2 separate regions of the Sus scrofa genome follow, and region 2 is linked to region 1. Evidence: chromatin contacts called from public HiChIP or PLAC-seq data. All regions are on one chromosome and are shown on one strand. The core of a region is the stretch at or near the end of the contact, and the rest is flanking DNA. Distances in the headings are between cores, read along the strand shown. Region 1 overlaps CFAP44 (cilia- and flagella-associated protein 44). Region 2 has its middle 77 kb from the start of BOC.

What was found. HiChIP or PLAC-seq counts read pairs in DNA pulled down with a chosen protein or histone mark.
Region 2: an H3K27ac HiChIP or PLAC-seq map of alveolar macrophages shows a contact between it and region 1. The contact joins two enhancer-like sites. A contact is called at or near these places in 2 of 2 datasets of contacts at active chromatin or transcription factors (alveolar macrophages and skeletal muscle).

What each region holds. Positions count from the first base shown.
Region 1 is chr13:146,625,329-146,629,489 of Sscrofa11.1, forward strand. CFAP44 (cilia- and flagella-associated protein 44) reads left to right here. Exons shown (of 35, transcript XM_021070360.1): 35 at 1-3,207. BOC (brother of CDO) reads right to left here. Exons shown (of 21, transcript XR_002337900.1): 20 at 2,454-3,520; 21 at 1-2,349. Among named protein-coding and RNA genes, the nearest start is that of BOC, 76 kb to the right of the region's middle. Within about 2 kb of position 1,768, at least 10 of the 83 cell types and tissues checked have an H3K27ac peak or open chromatin away from gene starts, as enhancers often do. A contact at or near this core is called in alveolar macrophages, where this site is marked.
Region 2 is chr13:146,778,127-146,782,287 of Sscrofa11.1, forward strand. No RefSeq gene overlaps it. Among named protein-coding and RNA genes, the nearest start is that of BOC, 77 kb to the left of the region's middle. Within about 2 kb of position 1,950, at least 29 of the 83 cell types and tissues checked have an H3K27ac peak or open chromatin away from gene starts, as enhancers often do. A contact at or near this core is called in alveolar macrophages, where this site is marked.

The DNA.
Region 1 (4,161 bases), core at 518-3,017:
ACTGTGGGCTGGGGCTGCGGCCATCTGAAGCTCGGTTGGGGCTGGAGGGGCTACTTCCAGACTCACTTGACTGACTGGCAACCGTCTAGATAGAGCAGGGCCTCAAGGAGACACTATTCTCTTGGTTTTGGTGAGACCTAGGGGAATTTATGTTATTTTCCTGGGCCTCATGTTGTTATCAGATAAATGAGGGATTTGGATAAGCTCTGAGGCCTCTACCCATTCTGAAGTCCTGTGATTCTCATTGCAGCAAGAATGAACTTAGAATCTATGGAAGAGCTAGGTCTTCCATAGATTCGGTGTGTGTATCAACTTAACCGTAAAAGCAGTCAGGAGTGGGGTTCCTGTTGTGGCTCAGTGGAAACGAATCTGACTAGCATCCATGAGGATGCAGGTTCAATCCCTGGCCTTGGTCAGTGGGTTAAGGATCCTGGCCTCACTGTGGCTGTGGTGTAGGTTGATGGCTACAGTTCTGATTAGACCCAGAGCCTGTGAACCTCCATATGCAGAGGGTGTGGCCCTAGAAGGACAACAACAACAAACCAATCAGAAGTATTGCTTTTTTCCCAAATTGAACTAGATGAAACCACTCAAGTTTACAATATTAAGATCTTTATGCAGCATGTTTGGGATCTGACAATATAGTTCATTTTTATTTTGTATTAGACAAGATATATAGACAGCTTTAGTTTCATTTCTACTTGATTCCAGCCTTAGTCTTGAACCTACAATTAAATATAGCATCTGCATCTTTGGGAGGTTTAGCTTCAAACAGGAGGAGTACCAGGGGGTGCAGCCTCAGCTGAGGGTAGGTAGAAAGTCCTGGTCTCCAATCAAGCTGTTCTCTGCCTCCTGCTGTGCCCTTAAAAAGGCAGCGTCACCTATGAGAAAGCCCCAGAGCAGTCTAAATTGAGTTCCTTGTGGATTAGGTGTTAATCTCCCTTGGCTATTTTGAACCCACATCCATACTGCCATCAAATCTCAACACTGAAAGAAAAACTGTCGAGTCCAAAGCCTCCGTCAGAATGTCAAAGGAAAAGGAGTTACTCAGTTCTGCTGAGTCGGCTTTACTCTTCCTTCTGATTAATTTATACAGCTGTTGCTGACGGAGTCAGGCTTTTGAAGGGCATTATAATAATTAACCTGAGTCTAAAGAATACAAAATGCTGTTTCATTTTCTAGGCTAAAATTTAAAGGCCTGATGCCCTAAGCTGTTCCCCGTTTCCTGCAATTGGCTAAGGTAAATATGCACAAGTGTCTCACTTAACATGCCTTAGACGTGCTGTGTCTTTCCCAGAACTTTTTTTGAGCACTAAAAGCATTCAGTGTTGTTATGTAAAACCGATTTCTGCACAGCACTGGAACCATTATCACTCCCATAAAGTTCACCAAAGTTTTCTGAACCACTGGGATCATCAAGGATCAAAAAAGCAGGACATTTTTAAAAAGTCATGGGCTAGAAGTTGTGTTACATTCCAGATCTGAGAGTCCTGTTCCCCTCCTGGAAGTGACCTTTAGGCCCTCGATGCTGGATTGTGTCTGAAGTCGCAATCTCTTATTCTTCTCTTCCCTGCTCTACTTCTCTTTTCCTATCATTTCCATATTCCTTACAACCCTTCATTTCATTTCTTAAAATATTTTTAAAATACTGCTTTTCTGAAAACCATGTTCCAATTTAGCTGTTGGATGGGAAAAGGACGCAGGAATGTCTTCTGACCAGCAGAGGGTGTACTTGTCCTTGGCCATCAGAGTCACTCTAGGTGCTTTCCTAGGACTTGGTTTATCAAATTCATGAGTGGAGTGTAAATCTAGTAAGTAGCTAGCTAGGGTCAGTCTGCCCTTGATGACTCTTAAGTCCCTCAAGTGGTATTTCATCTGCAACTCAACTTTACCAAAATCTAGAAAATACATTTCCCTACTGAAAACAGTTAAAAGTGTGTTAGGGGCATTCCTGTAGTGGCTCAGAAGTTAACAAACCTGACTGGTATCCATGAGGAAGCAGGTTCAACCCCAGGCCTCGATCAGTGGGTTAAGGATCCAGCGTTGCTGTGAGCTGTGGTGTAGGTCGCAGACACAGCTTGGATCCTGTGTTGCTGTGGCTCTGGCATAGGCTGGTGGCTACAGCTCTGATTCGATCCCTGGGAGCCACCATATGCCACAGGTGTGGCCCTAAAAAGACCAAAAAAAAAAAAAAAAAAAAAAAAAGTGTGTTAGGAGTTTCAGTGCAAGCTTCAGCCTCCTTCTAGTTCCACGTTCAAGTGCAATGCTTGATCCTGTGGGTGGATGGCAGTGAGTCAACGTTGATTTTATCCAACCAGTGAGTCAACTCCTCTGGCCATGTTGGTGTGTCTTTGGAAAGAAGGGAAGTGAATTTTATCAGGCACCATATGTTCATGTGTAATATGGCACTTAAACTAGTATTTTAGAGAAAATATTTAGTCTTCAACACATACCTGTATAGAAAAGGTACGTTTCATTCCCTGGGTCTGAACAAAGCGTGACCTCAAGTCCAGTTAGAGAATGGTGAGGTACTTCTCGCCTGCTGTACACTGACTCCCTCTTGGACTAAACAGCCATCAACACATCTGCCTTAATAAAAACACAACTGACATTCAATATTTAAAAGACAAAAATTAGAAACATCTGCTACCTTTTTCCAGCTCTCCCCTCCAGGGCTCTGCAAACGTCCCACAGAGCCCAAGTGGGTGTTTCTTCAAATACTCAGACTGAACCCTAACGTGGAAGGAGAATGCTGACTCATACATGACTAAGCTGAAGGTTACAGGGAAGACTAAACATTTATTTAGACGTTACAGTGTTTATTTTTACAGAGATATGTTGCCACAGATTATTGATTCTGGAAGCTTTGTTAATGCTTATGGTCCTATACACATCTTAGTCTATTCTCATGGGCATCTTCTGAAAACGTTTCCTGTAGCACCAGATCCAGCCACTGTCACACGGGCATCTCCAATCTCTGAGTCCGTGGCCCTGGCTTTTCCCCTTAGGGTCCCTCTGGACAGCGTGCCTAGGAGCCTTCCTTCCTTCTGCAGCCTCCCAGGCAGGGGCAGGCGTTCTCAGGGAAGGGCTGCCTCCTCAGTCCTGTTGCTCGGTCCTGGTTGATTCCTGTTATGTCGCGGCTTCTTTGTTTCCCCTCTCAGACCCTTGGTGGGTAGGCTTCCCTATGTCTCTTCGGCATTATAAAAACACACATATACATTTATTTACAAGTGCATAAATATATAAATATGGCTATTATAGAAAAATAAATACCAATTTCCATTTTTTTTTTAAACAACAATATATAGTCTTTCTGGGATATCAGCTTCTGCCTAAATTGTAGGAGGTGGTGTTTCAAAAGACACGTGCACTGGTGGGCTGGGGCAGAGCTGTGTCCCTAGTTCCTGGCCTCTGTAGGCCCCCGGGGGGTGCTGGGGACACCAGGCTCCTCTACCCGCTTGGCAGGAGTCAGGACTGTCCACCTCTTCGACCGGTGCAAGGCCCAGGCAGCACGGGGGCCCTGGGGGGAGAGCAGAGTGGGCAACGTCAGAATCCAGACTGATTGGGAACCAGCACTCCCTAGTGCTGGGTCAGTCTCTACCCAGGACCAGAGCCAGTTATCCTGGAAGGAGGGACAGAGACCTACAACCACATCAAGGATGATGATGCTCCCTCCAAGATCTCGCACAGACATGGCATGGCCCTGGCTCTAGAAGGTGCTTGTCCTAGAATTTCATCATCCAGAGACAGCTAGGATTGGCATGGGACCTGGCCTCCATACTATGGAGGCAAAGAAACCTCAGCTAATTCTCTGAACCAGTCTGTGCCCAACCAGATATCCAACGACTTCTAGGAGCTTGGCACAAAGACAGAGAGTGGGCTGGGAGCACCATGCATTGAGTGCCCTGCACAGAGTTCTGATGATGTGAGAACCTGGCTTCATGATGGAGGCAACCTCATTCCTTAATTAAGAGACAAGATCCAACAAAGCAGGCTGTTTTCAAATGATTAGAGAACGCCTCTTAGTGTGATGAGAGGCAGCAGGAATTCATGAAAGACCTTGAAATGCCGAGACCAAAAGGGCTTCTTTCTCTGAAATGAAGACGTGCCCTTTCTGCCTTTGAGGACACAGTTTGCCATGCTGGAGTGGGGCCCACCTGA
Region 2 (4,161 bases), core at 700-3,199, 150 kb after region 1:
TCTTACCAGGCTATCAGTGACCCTCTGCATATATCTGAGTCTCACATTACTTCTCACCCAAGATCTATAGGCTCCTAGTTCTCTGCCACTTGCTGGCATATTTATTTCCAACAGGACATTCTTTCTGTCCTGTTGTTAAATTTCACCCTCAGAGAATTTGCAGTTTGCTTGGTAAGCAAAGCTCTCCCATGGTTTACCTGACTGCCTCTCTCTATAGAGGCAGCTGGGACCCACATCTAACACAAGAAGCTCTTGCTCTATCCTCCAAAGGGATTTCGGCAGTCCACTTACTCCTGACGCTCTGGCCATGCTGATTACAGGGAGACCCCGGGAGGAGATGGAAAAGCCAAGGGGATGGTGACAACTAGAAGGCACTAAGAAGGAGCTCTCAGACCTGGGCTACTAGCAGCCTGGAGGATGCTGAGAGTGGAGGGGCTGTGTCCCCCAGGGCCTGCCGTCTCCTGTCTTCCCTCCCAAACAGATAGCCCTTACATTCACATCCACATGCGTCTATTCTCTGCCTCTTGAGTGGGTCTGAAACTGGAAAGCATCTGCCCTAGTTTCATCTGGGTGTGATTTATAAGGACTCCCTGCGGTCCCCTCTCTCCCTTCTCCTCCTCTTCACCTCTGGGGCTGGCGGGTCTTGGGTTTTTTTTGTTGTCGTCTTTGAACAGGCTTGTGTTTCTTGAGACTGGGTCACCTTGATTTATTATGCCCTGGACTCATTAACAAAAGACTCTGGGACAGGTCATTTATTTTCTGAGTGGCGATTTCCTGTCCTACCCCAGCCCTGCTCTGCAGGGGCCTAGCGGAGCCCAGAATTATATTAGCTGCACTGTCACCATGGGAGAACGGAATGGAGCAAGGAAGGTTCAGAGGGCAGAAAACGTCTCTTTTCTTAAGAGCTTTTCTCCTCACTTTAATGATTTCCTTCAGAGTCCCTTTTGGTAGTTCTTTCTTTTTTTCCTCCTCCAGCAAGTGGGACAAAGTTTAACCAATAAGTTGTGGGCCTGCCTTCTTAAAGGAACAACACTGACCTTACTTCTCTATTTCATATTCGAATTAACATTTGTATGCAAAAAAAGTGTGTGTATATATATAATGTATATTAAAATGTGAGTAACATATACATTACTCCCTATATAGGGTACTAGTGGGCTCCAAGGCTGAGCGTGATTTAGATGAATTAAACTTTATGTTCACTATAGTCATCATTCTTGTCAGGCCTTATTCAAATTATACATTCATGTTTGGTCACGAAAAACTTGAGACGTTAACAATTTAGAGATAAGGTAAAAATGAAATTACTTAAGATTTTTAGATAAGACGTTGGGAGGAAATTTTTAAAAACTGGCATTGTTTAGACTGAAGTTCAGAGGCTGAAGAATGATTTATTAACTGGTTTCAGGTCTCTGGAAGGTAGTTATATACAGGAATGATGATGACCAGCTGTTTTTCTGACTGCACTAAGGATAGAACAAGGGGAAGTAGAATTAAATTATAGCAAAGTAACAAATAATAGTCATAAAGGTAGCCATGGCTAAAGTCTGTCAAGAAAGACATGATACATCTGTAAGGTTGTAAGGTTGTTAGTCCCAATTTATAGATTAATGAATGGAGGCTCAGAGAGGTTAAGCAACTTGCCCAAGGTCATGCAGCGAGGAAATAACAGAACCAGGTCTAGCAGACTCCAGTGTACAAGAAGGGGGACTTAGAGGGCAAAGAAGTTAGCTCTCCCCACCCCAACCAAAAATAATCACCTTACCAAGTCCCCATCTAGATTGATTTGTCTTTGGAAGACAGGGGATTCAAGTCCATGGACTTCATGCCTTGGGATTCTGTGCTATACCTGACTCTGAGCTGGGAGGCCAGTATTCCTCATTCACCCTCAAACCAAGAGAGAAGCAGACTGGGCTGACCCAGCAGCACTCCCCTGAAGCAGTCTGAGGACCTTTGGCTCTGGTTGGCTGGTCTCCACTGCCTGTCACGGGCTGTACTCCCAGACAAAGGCTCTGGTCTAAGGGAGGCCGTGAGTTTGTGGGTATGGATGGCTGAGGCTCAGGAAAGGCATCCCTGTGGTCCCAGTGCATGCCCTCCCAACGTTCATCGCCCTAGGGTAAGGCCAGTGAAGGAGTTTCCGGTTTGGTCTATTGTCAGGTTTGGAATGTATCCAAAGCCACCAAAGTGGCTGGACTCCTTTTGAGCAGTGTGCAGAGGTAGGAGGAGCAGATCCCTGCTAGATCAGTGCTCTGCCCATGGGTCAGTCTGAAACAGCTGTGATGGAAGAGCAAAGCTGTAAGACACCAGGGCTGATTTACTGGATGGGAAGGATGGCTTACATTTCCTGTACGCTTATTCTGCCAGGCACTGTTTGAACGGCAGTGAACTATTTTAGCTCATTCAGTCTTTGCCACAACCCCATGAAGTCAGTTATATTATTATCCTCATTAACAGAACAGAAAACAAAGCACTGGAATCAGCTAGACCTAATTCTGCTACTTCCTTACTATGTGGCCTTGTGCAAATTGCTTAATCTCTCTGAGCCTCCATTCATTAGTCAATAAAATGGGACAGAAAGGTCAATAACTCATCAAAACGCAATAGCTAGTAAGGGAGTTCCCTGGTGGCTCAGTGGGTTAAGGATCTGGCATTGTCACTCCTGTGGCTCAGGTCACTGCTGTGGTGTGGGTTCCATCACCAGCCTGGGGACTTACACATGCCACTGCGGGTACAGCCAAAAAAAAACTAACCAACCACCACCAACAGCAATAACAAAAAAACAGCTAGGAAGGATTGGAGCTTGAATCTAGACCCAGAAATAGTCTGATTCTGGAGGCTGCATTCTTAACCTCCACGGCTAAGGATGAGGTGCCTGGAGTCCCACACTTCCTCCTTACCACCCGCCCCCCTGGAGGAACTTTTGCTCTGGGGTCACTGACTCAACAATGACATAGCTTCTCCACTGCCTGGTTTATAAGAAGCACTAACGACTGTAAACATTGTTTTAGTTTAAGCCTTTTACATTCACTCTTTCTCTGTCTCTCTTTCTTAGAGAGCAAACATTTATCAAGAAGCAAACATTTTACACTCCTCAGCTCAGACCTTGGGTATTGAGGGGTTAATCTTTCTCTAATTGGTCAGTTAATTACTTGGAAGGTGTAGAAGAAGGTAGAAGAGGAGGGCGGGATTTTCCACATGGGAGGCGGCAGAAGGAGAGAACCAGTGTCTGTTCCTTGCCCACTTGAGCTAAAAGTTTTCCCATTAGTTGCTACTTTTGGGGCAGGTGTTATCAGCATGATTTTACAAACGAGGGAGGCTAGGTAACTTGCCTGAGGTCATGGTGCCTGTGTACAAAGAACCCCAGAATGTCACCTTCCAGACCTGTGCCCAAGACCCCTGATGCTCTTTGGAGCAAAGCACAAGACAAAGGACCCAAAAGGCTCAGCCAGCAGCACATCAGTGAGCACACAGATGGAGTGACCCTGGCAACATCCTTGAGCTCAGCCTGAGCTAAGCCCCTCTGCTCTCCTGGGAGGATTTCCACCTTTGGTGTGTGGAGCGGCAAACTGGACAAACAAGAAGCCATTATTTTTGGGTTCTGCTCTGCCAGAGGCCTGGGGCATGACAAGATGGTTAATGCTAAGTTTGGCATGCCTTCTCTTCTTAATTTAGGCCTCCTCCTAGGAGGGAATCCAGAGGCAGGGAGGGGAATATGAGAAAGGGAAAGGAAAAATAGTAAGAGATAAGTGAGAAAAGAGAATATTTATAGCACTTGGAACATCTAATGGAAACCAGCTGCCTGTCGGGGGAGGGAGAGGAGTTGCGGGGGGAGGTCTCTGGTTTTGCCTGCAAGGGATTATTAGGCCTTCTCTTGTACGTACCTGTGTGGGGAGGGGTGTCTAGGCAAAGAGAGAGGGAGAGAGAGAGAAGGGAGCCGGGAGGCTTGGGGGAGGCTGTGCGCTGGGAACACTGGACAGGAGAGAGCTGATATCCCCTTCTGGCCTCACTCCACCCCCACCCCCTGCCTTCATTTTAAACTGGAGCTGATTCAAACCTGCTGCTCTTGGAAAGAGGCCATCAGCACAGGCTCCAACAGAAAGATGATCCGCGAGGGGATGTGAGTGTGAGAGAACGGGGCAATTAGAAAGAATGAGAAAATGA